Linked DNA regions of Mus musculus: region 1 is linked to region 2. The links are chromatin contacts, called in public HiChIP or PLAC-seq maps. All regions are on one chromosome and are shown on one strand. The core of a region is the stretch at or near the end of the contact, and the rest is flanking DNA. Distances in the headings are between cores, read along the strand shown.

Evidence for each region. HiChIP or PLAC-seq counts read pairs in DNA pulled down with a chosen protein or histone mark.
Region 1: a FOXA1 HiChIP or PLAC-seq map of pancreatic cancer cells shows a contact between it and region 2. The contact joins two enhancer-like sites. A contact is called at or near these places in 1 of 39 promoter capture datasets (3T3-L1-derived adipocytes) and 8 of 115 datasets of contacts at active chromatin or transcription factors (bone marrow-derived macrophages, cardiomyocytes, embryonic basal ganglia and 4 more).

Annotation. Positions count from the first base shown.
Region 1 is chr1:182,087,064-182,091,158 of GRCm38.p6, forward strand. No RefSeq gene overlaps it. Among named protein-coding and RNA genes, the nearest start is that of Gm39719, 7.2 kb to the right of the region's middle. Within about 2 kb of position 1,373, at least 139 of the 459 cell types and tissues checked have an H3K27ac peak or open chromatin away from gene starts, as enhancers often do. A contact at or near this core is called in pancreatic cancer cells, where this site is marked.
Region 2 is chr1:181,858,005-181,862,468 of GRCm38.p6, forward strand. No RefSeq gene overlaps it. Among named protein-coding and RNA genes, the nearest start is that of Lbr, 18 kb to the left of the region's middle. Within about 2 kb of position 2,892, at least 164 of the 459 cell types and tissues checked have an H3K27ac peak or open chromatin away from gene starts, as enhancers often do. A contact at or near this core is called in pancreatic cancer cells, where this site is marked.

The sequences.
Region 1 (4,095 bases), core at 123-2,622, 230 kb after region 2:
GACCAGCCAGGGCACTGTCGATGGGCATCCAGGGCACAGCACAAAAGCCTCCATGGGAATGCTCCAACAATGATGGCATGGAGCTCTGGCCTCACGTTTCACTTTAAAAGAGGCCACCATCTAAACAGGTTGAGATACTCCTTTTGGTCTATCTGTAGCCAGAGGGTCACTTGTCCACAGATGAGCGGAGCAAGTGAACTGGTCTCCCCCATTCCTTCTCGGGCTTGACCCAGGGCTGGTGGAAGAAAGATGACTCCTATGTTGGAAGACAATCTATGCCTTAATTTCATGTGATTTTAACTGTGAACTATGTTAGATCCCCATATGTGGTTATTATTTTGGATTAATATTCCAAATAGTGATCTCTCTTTGTCACAAAGACAAGGGCCGGGGAAGATCATGTGAGCACGAATCTTCTTTCAGGGTCAGTCAGACTGAGCTGCCGGGTGCAGACTCATTCAGAGAGGCCCAACTGAGATCTGAAGGACTTCCAGAGTGTTTCCTCATGCTTGACTTCTTAGTGTTGGGGAATGTAGCTCAGTGATACAGCACTTGCCTGGCATGTCTGACACCCTGGGTCCCATCCCCAGGACCAAACAACACAACAATACACTACTTCCTCTTGCTGTTCCTCCTCCTCCTCTTCCTCCTCCCCCTCCTCTTCCTCCTCTCCTCCTTCTCTTCCTCCTCCTCTTCCTCCTCCTTTTCCTCCTTTTTTTTCGAGACAGGGTTTCTCTGTGTAGCCCTGGCTGTCCGGCAACTTGCTCTGTAGACCAGGCTGTCCTTGAACTCAAGAGATCCGCCTGCCTCTGCCTCCTGGGTGCTGGGATTAAAGGCCACCACTGCCTGGCTTGGTGTTTCCTCTTTTAAAAAGCTGTATAACAGGAAGCGGGGAGGATAAGAGGCAGCGGAGTTCTCCTTTAAATGAACTCTATCCCCGGCCTCAGTATATAAAACAACAAAGGGTTGAGCTGCTTCCAGAGAGCAGGGATGGGAATCTGGGAGTTTGACCTCCTTCTTTCTCTTGGCCTCTGGGAAGCCATCCATCCTGGGTTCCAGAAATATGCCATCATCCCGATCATAATTTCCCAATCTCTGAGGGAAATTCTGTCATCTGGTGCTTTCGATGACTGTGTTCAAATGTTACAAAAGATCTGGCAGAGTCCCAACGGCAGAGTCAAGCATTTGGGCTTGGAAGCCACCGGGTGTAATATTAAGGTGTCTAAGTGGCCACCAGCTCTATTCTAGGGGTTCCTAGCCTCTCATCTGAGTCCCCCGGTAGGCAGGAGAAGGCCATAAGAAGAACAGAAAGCATGACACACTCACCTCTGAGGTCAGGTGGCGTGTCAGCTTTACTTTCCGAGCTGACTCAGGGCGCCTCCCACCAAGCTGCTGGCTTGCTGAGGCCTGTCCTGAAAGCTGACTTAGTAGATGGTTGTGTCTACACAGAGGTTTTTGCCCAGCAGCTAAAGAACATGTAACAGATGCCTGCATGCAAATCCCAGAAGGCACCAGATCAGCTAGCTTCCTTTCCTGAACACCCCAGGAGAGCCAGACCCACAGGTGGTCTTCAGACTGGGACATTTGAGTTATTCCAGATAACTGACCCCCCTCCTTGGGTATATCTCAAAAGGAGAGAGAAAAGGCCTAGCTTCAGGACACAGAGGGGCCATAATGAAGAGAACTGAGCTGTGCTCTCAAGAATCGGATAAAGCTCCTTCCTGGGACAAGGAAGCTATGGGGTCAGGCCTGAGGGCTGGGGTTATTTCAGGTGTCTGTTTCACCAACTGAGAGGCCACAACCTGTCTTCTTAGTTTCCCTCTGCAATCAAGCCTACCCGGTTCACCATGTTCTCTGTGCAGTGCGAGAGCCAGTCACTAAACACTGCTCTCTACAAACTGGCCCATCTCGGAGGGTCACGTGACAAGAATGCTTCTCTCGGTAACAGGACAGATTGTCACGCTGCTGTGATCAAAGGCCTTGGTCCCCAGGTCTTGGGCAGCAGGGCCCTGGCTCGGGCACTGAGCTATAATTATCTGGAAGCTGGCCAGGCCTCCTCCGTGAAGAGCCTGGGCCTGGGATCATCTGGAAAAACTCAACACATTCCACACTGTCCCAAGAGGGAGCCCAGGGGAAGCCTGGTGAAGCTTCTGTCTTAGACTTTGGAGCTGGGCTATCTGTACCTACGTCCTAGGTCCTATGAAGATGGAACAATGCTCAGAACCACTCCTCCTGGAGTCTTTGCCAAGAGCTACTGTGCGGAAAGGTCCGGAACAACTGTGTCACGCGTAGATGAGGCACAGTGACTGCCTAGACCAGGGCTTTGTTTCCAGTTTAAGTCCCGACCTCCTCCTCCTCCCTCAAATCCATGGGGTCATATACTCTGCCACAGTTTGAATACGGAGGATACACAAGGCCAGTTCGCTGTTTCCCTACACACCCCAAGTCCCCTGTCCAGAGCTCTGCATTGTGACACAGATCCTGGAAAAAGTCTAAACAGCCTCCTTGAGGACTGGCTGGCACCAGGATCTTTCAAGATTCGGTTGAACAGTTTCAGTCCACCCGTGGTCCTAAGCTGGAGGAAACAAGGTCATGTTGCCTAGCATAAGGGTCTGCACTTCCCTGGTGACTGTTCGGTGACTTATCTGTAAGCAGGAGAGGCCCTTGCAGGCCCTCGGGGAGAGCAGGCTGGTGAGACGATCTGCATGGAACTTAAGGGCTGTGATTTCTAACTTTTGCTATTTGGCCACGTGTTCTTGAGCCAGCTCCTTCTGCCTTTGTAAAACCGAGATGTGACTGTTTTCAGAAGAGACAGTAATGAAAACGATTGCCGAGTGCCTCTTTAAATAGAGCAGACATAGGCCACATAAATGCTTTAGGTAATGGAATTCAGTCCTTCTTCCTCCTTAGCCTGAGCCGCAGAATCAATAATGTTTTTCCAAGTGCAGTGTTCCCAGGACAAAATGTGAATCAGCTCCCCGAGCCAGGCCTGCAGCCTTCCGATGGGGAGTGGCCTGGGTCCTCTGGGGCCCCGGCTGTCTCTGCCTAGGGCTGGCATGGGACAGTAAGTGCCCATCCCTGCCTGGGACACCATCCAAGATGCCAGGGTGGCAGATTTCTCTAATGTCAGAAGAGGTTTTGTTCAGGGGTCCAGTGTGCACAATGGGAGCTGCTATCTGTCTTCATTTTGTTTTCTCTAGTGAGGACGAATTGTGCTGAGTCTCCGAGGTAAGCGCTGTCTCCTGCTGTAGCTACTGTAATCCTCTAAGCCACCCACTTTGGAGGCAGCTGTGATTACCATTCCTATTTTACCTAAGGAAAAGGAAATAGACCCAGGGAGAGTTAAACAAGTCAGCGAGGCAGGAGAAAACAAAGGCCAGGCCCCTGCCACGCCCCCACCCCTCCTTATCGCACTTGGCCTACATTTACAGACTTCCAATGGAACAGAAGAGCGACCTGCAGTGTGGGAAGGCACTAACCAGGGAATGCAAGGCAGTTGGGGTTCCCACAACTACAGGAAAAATGCTGCAGTGTGGCTATGGGGGCCTCTCAGCCTTGGCAAGGGGGAAGGGGAGGGTAAGGGTGGACGGAGTGGGGTGTCTCTCTTCTCTCACCTGGCTCTAAAAACTGGCACACAAACCTGCAGGTCACCTGAGAGGGTTCTGAGCCTACAGGGACTCATCAGAAGTGCAGGGCATCCAGGCTGCCAGGGCCCCCAAGGCACTGCATGACCCTGACCACGGTCATGGTCGAAACCCTCGATCATGTTCAGCACCATGCACCATACACCAAAAGTTCAGCACCATCCTGGTACAAAGCGCCCGGCCCTGTGACAGATGCCTGCTCGCTAACTGTCGTACTTTGTCTAGGCTGAAGTCTATCTGGTCCCGTCTTGTGAATACAAATGAGAAATGGAGGAAGGGAGGGGACCTTCCCATAACTTCTTGTCACTCTCCATGGAGAAGAATGCTTTGGCCACTATCCCTGCATCCAGGGAATCTGAGAGGAAGAAGAGCAAAGAGGGTAGCCTGTACAGATCTGTTGATTTTTAACTTAGAAAACACACAAGTGTGTTCTTGTATATGTGTGTCTGTG
Region 2 (4,464 bases), core at 1,642-4,141:
TTATTTCCTTTCACCACGATAAGCAACCTCTCTGAAGGTGAAAATGCTCGATTTCTTCTTTGATCCAGGAAGGGGGTGCTGTCAGGAACAAATGTGTCTCATTGCCAAATTATTAAATAACATCAAATGTCACATTCTGTGGATTTCTGATGTTTTGAAGACTATATATATAAGGTAATCTGAGCTGTTAAACCTTGATTGTTCTTAGCTATTTCCAATCAAAAATACCTTTTTATAATTAAATCAGAACCTAACATAACCATGAGTTTGCTATCTGCTTATTCTCCTTTCCTGTCAACACACACACACACACACACACACACACACACACACATAATGCCAGGCCAATTTCTCAGGATCTGTTTGTATTCTGATGTTAATTCTGCTTCTTCAAGAGGGGCTGCCCTGAGGAGTGGATCATGAACTCAGGTGATTTCAGGTGAACCTTCTCCCCATTCTAACTGGTCAGATAAAGGCTGGAGCCTGTGGTTGGGCAGTGGGAGGAAAAGGTGGGCTGGAGGTTTTAGAGAGGAGGAAGAGAGAGGAGGAGAAGGAGAAAGAGAAAAACAGAGGAAGAGGAGGTGGAAGGAAGATGGAGCAGAACCACATGACCTGAAGAAGCTACAAGTAGCCAGGGATCTCATAGCTGGGGAAGAGAGTAGTGTAGTGGTCGATCTGCCCAGTCTAGGCATGCAACTTGTAAATATTGTAACTGAGTTGTGTGCTTTTTGCACGGGCTTATTGGGTTGGACGGAGATTTACTGCAACAATTCTTAAATTCTTTTATTTCATTTTATTTCTTTAAATTTATTTTTATTATGTATGAGAATGTGTATATATGTATGTGTGTTTGTGTATATGTGTATGTGTGTATATGTGTATTGTGTGCACATGTGTATGTGTGCATATGAACATATGCATGCCACAGTACACCTGTGACAGTCAGAAGACAGCTTTTAAAGTCAATTTTCTGCGTCCAGCATGTGGGTCCAGGGAATCAAATTCAAACACACATACACATGTACACATACATACATACACACACTTTTTCTTTTAAATTATTAATATGAAGACCATACAGCCTCTCTGTAGATGCTACTGGAAAATTTGGTCCCTTTCTTGAGGTTCTTAATGTCATTGCAAAGAGATTTTAAGGCTGGAGAAATGGTTCAGAGGTTAAGAGCCCCTCCTATTCTTGCTGAGGACCTAGGTTCAATTCCCAGCACCCACATAATGGCTCACAGCCATCTGCAATTCCAGCTCAGGGGATTTGATGTCTTCCTCTGACCTCTGCAGGCACCAGGCATGCAAGTGCTACACATACACACATGTGGGTAAAACACTCCCTCATATACAGTAAATCAAGTCCCCTCTGACCACACTCCACTCTATTTTCTTAAGAAATGTCTCTCACTGGACCTGTGTAGCCCACAGAGTCAGCAAGACTGGCTGACCAGGACGCTCCTGCCTCTGCCTCCCCAGCACTGAGATCACAATGCTGCATCATTCTGCTTGTCAAATCTATTTATAATAGATAATAATAATAACAACAACAACAACTGACTTTCCAAAGAACCCTTAAGTTTCCACTTCAGATGACAAATTGACATTGTCATGCATAAATATAGATTGCATCACATTTGTCTGTCTGTTTCTTGTGTGTGTATGTGTGTGTGTATCAGAGTGTATGTGTGTGCATGTGTCAGTGTATATGTGTATGTATATATGTGTATGTGCATGTGTGTGTCAGTGTGTGTGTGTGTGTGTGTGATCACACCCAAGGATCACACAGGGATCACACCCGAGGCTTATGCTCCAACACTAGGGCTGATGAACCCATTTCAAAGGTCTAACACAGAGGCTCTCAACCTGTGGGTTGTGACTCCCTGGTGGGAGGGCTCGAATGATCCTTGTACAAGGGTTACCTAAGAACCCTGGAAAACACAGATTTACGTACTTTTTGCCTGGGACCCCTGCTCCGCCCTGCACAAGCTCTTCATCCATCAACCCAGCCCACACATTGAACACCCCTTTCCTCCTGCTAGAAGAAAACTCCAGGGTAACAGGTCATTACTCCTCATCGCAGTGTTCAGACAACCCACCCAAGAGTGCCCACCCAAGGGCTCAGTTTTTGATCATATATAGGCATAATCCCAGCCCCTAACTGACAGGCCATCACTCCTTACCTAAGTTCTATAAAACCCCCTTGCTTTATACGGGATGCGTGACTCCATTGCCCTTCTGTGAAGTCAGTGAATCCTCCTGAGAGCTGCCTCCTAATAAACCTGCCTTTATCTACTTTTAATCTGGTCTAATCTAGCCTATACTGCATCACTGAGGAAGAGAGAAAGGAATTCAATTACGATTCATAGCAGTAGCAAAGTTACAGTTATGAAGTAGCAACAAAAATGGTTTTGTGGGGCTGACAAGATGGCTCAGCAGTTAACACTGACTGCTCTTCTGAAAGTCCTGAGTTCAATTACCAGCAACCACATGGTGGCTCACAACCATCTGTAAAGGAATCTGATTCCCTTTTCTGGTGTGCGTACACACACACACACACACACACACACACACACACACACACACACTTGTATGGTTGGGGGTCACTACGACATGAGGAAGAGTATTATAGGGTCACAGCATTACAAAGGTTGAGAAGCACGGCTCTAGAAGGTGTGAACCCAGCTAGCCTGCCTCTCCTTACAGCCATTCCTTGTAACGCTGGGTTGTTTGGCAGAAAGCAGGGCTGGGGTGTGGCCTTAGTATTGTTTGGACCTGAGTTTGACCTCACATCCTGAAGCAAGTGGCAGTTGCTGCCCAGCACGGGAGCAGGAAGTGGGTGGGGCTTGCTCCACATGGTGGTTCTTGAGAGAAGAAACAGAAGTCATAACCTCTGCGGTTTGGTTTGTGTTGCAATACGAGCATCAGGAAGCTGCTCTTACAGAGCCTGATGTGTAAAGTTAAGGGCAGATAGAGCCCTGACTGGTGGAGGGGAGGCCCTCCATCCTCCATAGGAACTGTCCAGGCCCTGATAGCTGGAAAAACCATTAAATTTCAGGAAATTTCCCCCAAACATAACTCGGTCCTTAAAACGGAACAGTCAGCCGGGCGTGGTGGTGCACGCCTTTAATCCCAGCACTCGGGAGGCAGAGGCAGGTGGATTTCTGAGTTTGAGGCCAGCCTGGTCTACAGAGTGAGTTCCAGGACAGCCAGGGCTATACAGAGAAACCCTGTCTCGAAAAAAAAACAAAAACAAAACAAACCAAAACAAAACAGGAACAGTCAGAGAATATTTGCAACAATGTAATTTGATCAGCCAGGCCTGATCCCAGCACTTGAGAGGCTGCCTCAAGAGGATTGCTGTGAGTTTGGGACCAACCTGCCTACAACTTGAAATCCTGTCTCAAAAACAAACCACAACAAAAAAGAAAAACCAAAACTACAAAGAACAACAAAACAAATGACACTTGGTTACCCCCCCCCCCCAGGGTCTCACATAGTCTAGGCCAACCTTGAATGACCTTGGATTTCCAATCCTCCTGCCTCCACCTCAGAGGGTTGAGATTACAGGTGTGACTGATCATACTTGGTTTATTCTCTGCTGATGATCTGAGCCCAGGTTCTGTGATTGCAAGATACAGACTCTACCAACACAGCTATGTCCCCAACTCTAGTTAGGGTGCCTTATTCTTAAAGATAAGCAGCTTTAAGATGGGTGTGGTAGCACATGCCAGTACTTGGGAGGCGGAGGCAGGAGGCCAGCCTGGTCTACAGAGAGAGAGTGCAGGGCATCCAGGGATACACAGAAAAACCCTGTCTCAAAAAAAAACAGAAGAAAAAACAAACAAACAAAAACAAAGCAGCCCCTCCCCCCAGGGGTTTACCTTGACTGAAAAACAGCACCCATCAGTAGTGTTACCCAATTTGGGGTTCACAGCTTGTGTACCAACAAAACAGGTTCAGCTAGCCTCTCTCCATAAGACAACTAAAAGAGCCAGACTCACAGTAAAATGTAGAAAAAAAGAGATGTGACCACGTTGAGAAGGACAAAGATGGACTCCCTCTCCCATGTCCATCTTGGGGTCCTGCTTAAAAAGAAGGCAAGGTTCTGCCTAAGTCATCAGTAAGGCATAGTCCTGCCCACCACCAGCTCTGCGTAAACTTCAATACTGTCATGAAAGGTGACCACTTGGGTTGGTCGCTTTCCCCTCTCCCAGCATGACATTCCCAAGGAGGAGAGCTTCCTATCTTTGAGGTCCATGGTTTCCAGAGTTTCTGTAGGACATCTTCATCACTGTTGTGTCAGTTACACTGTGGGGATGGAAGGGGAGAGACACAGACATGATGGGTGTTCTATCTGCCCCTTCTCTGGGTCTCAGGGCAGTTGGCAAGTAGGGAGCCCTGACTCTTGTCCACATTCTAACCCCTTTGTCTGCATCTATGGACCGATTGGTTTTGAAA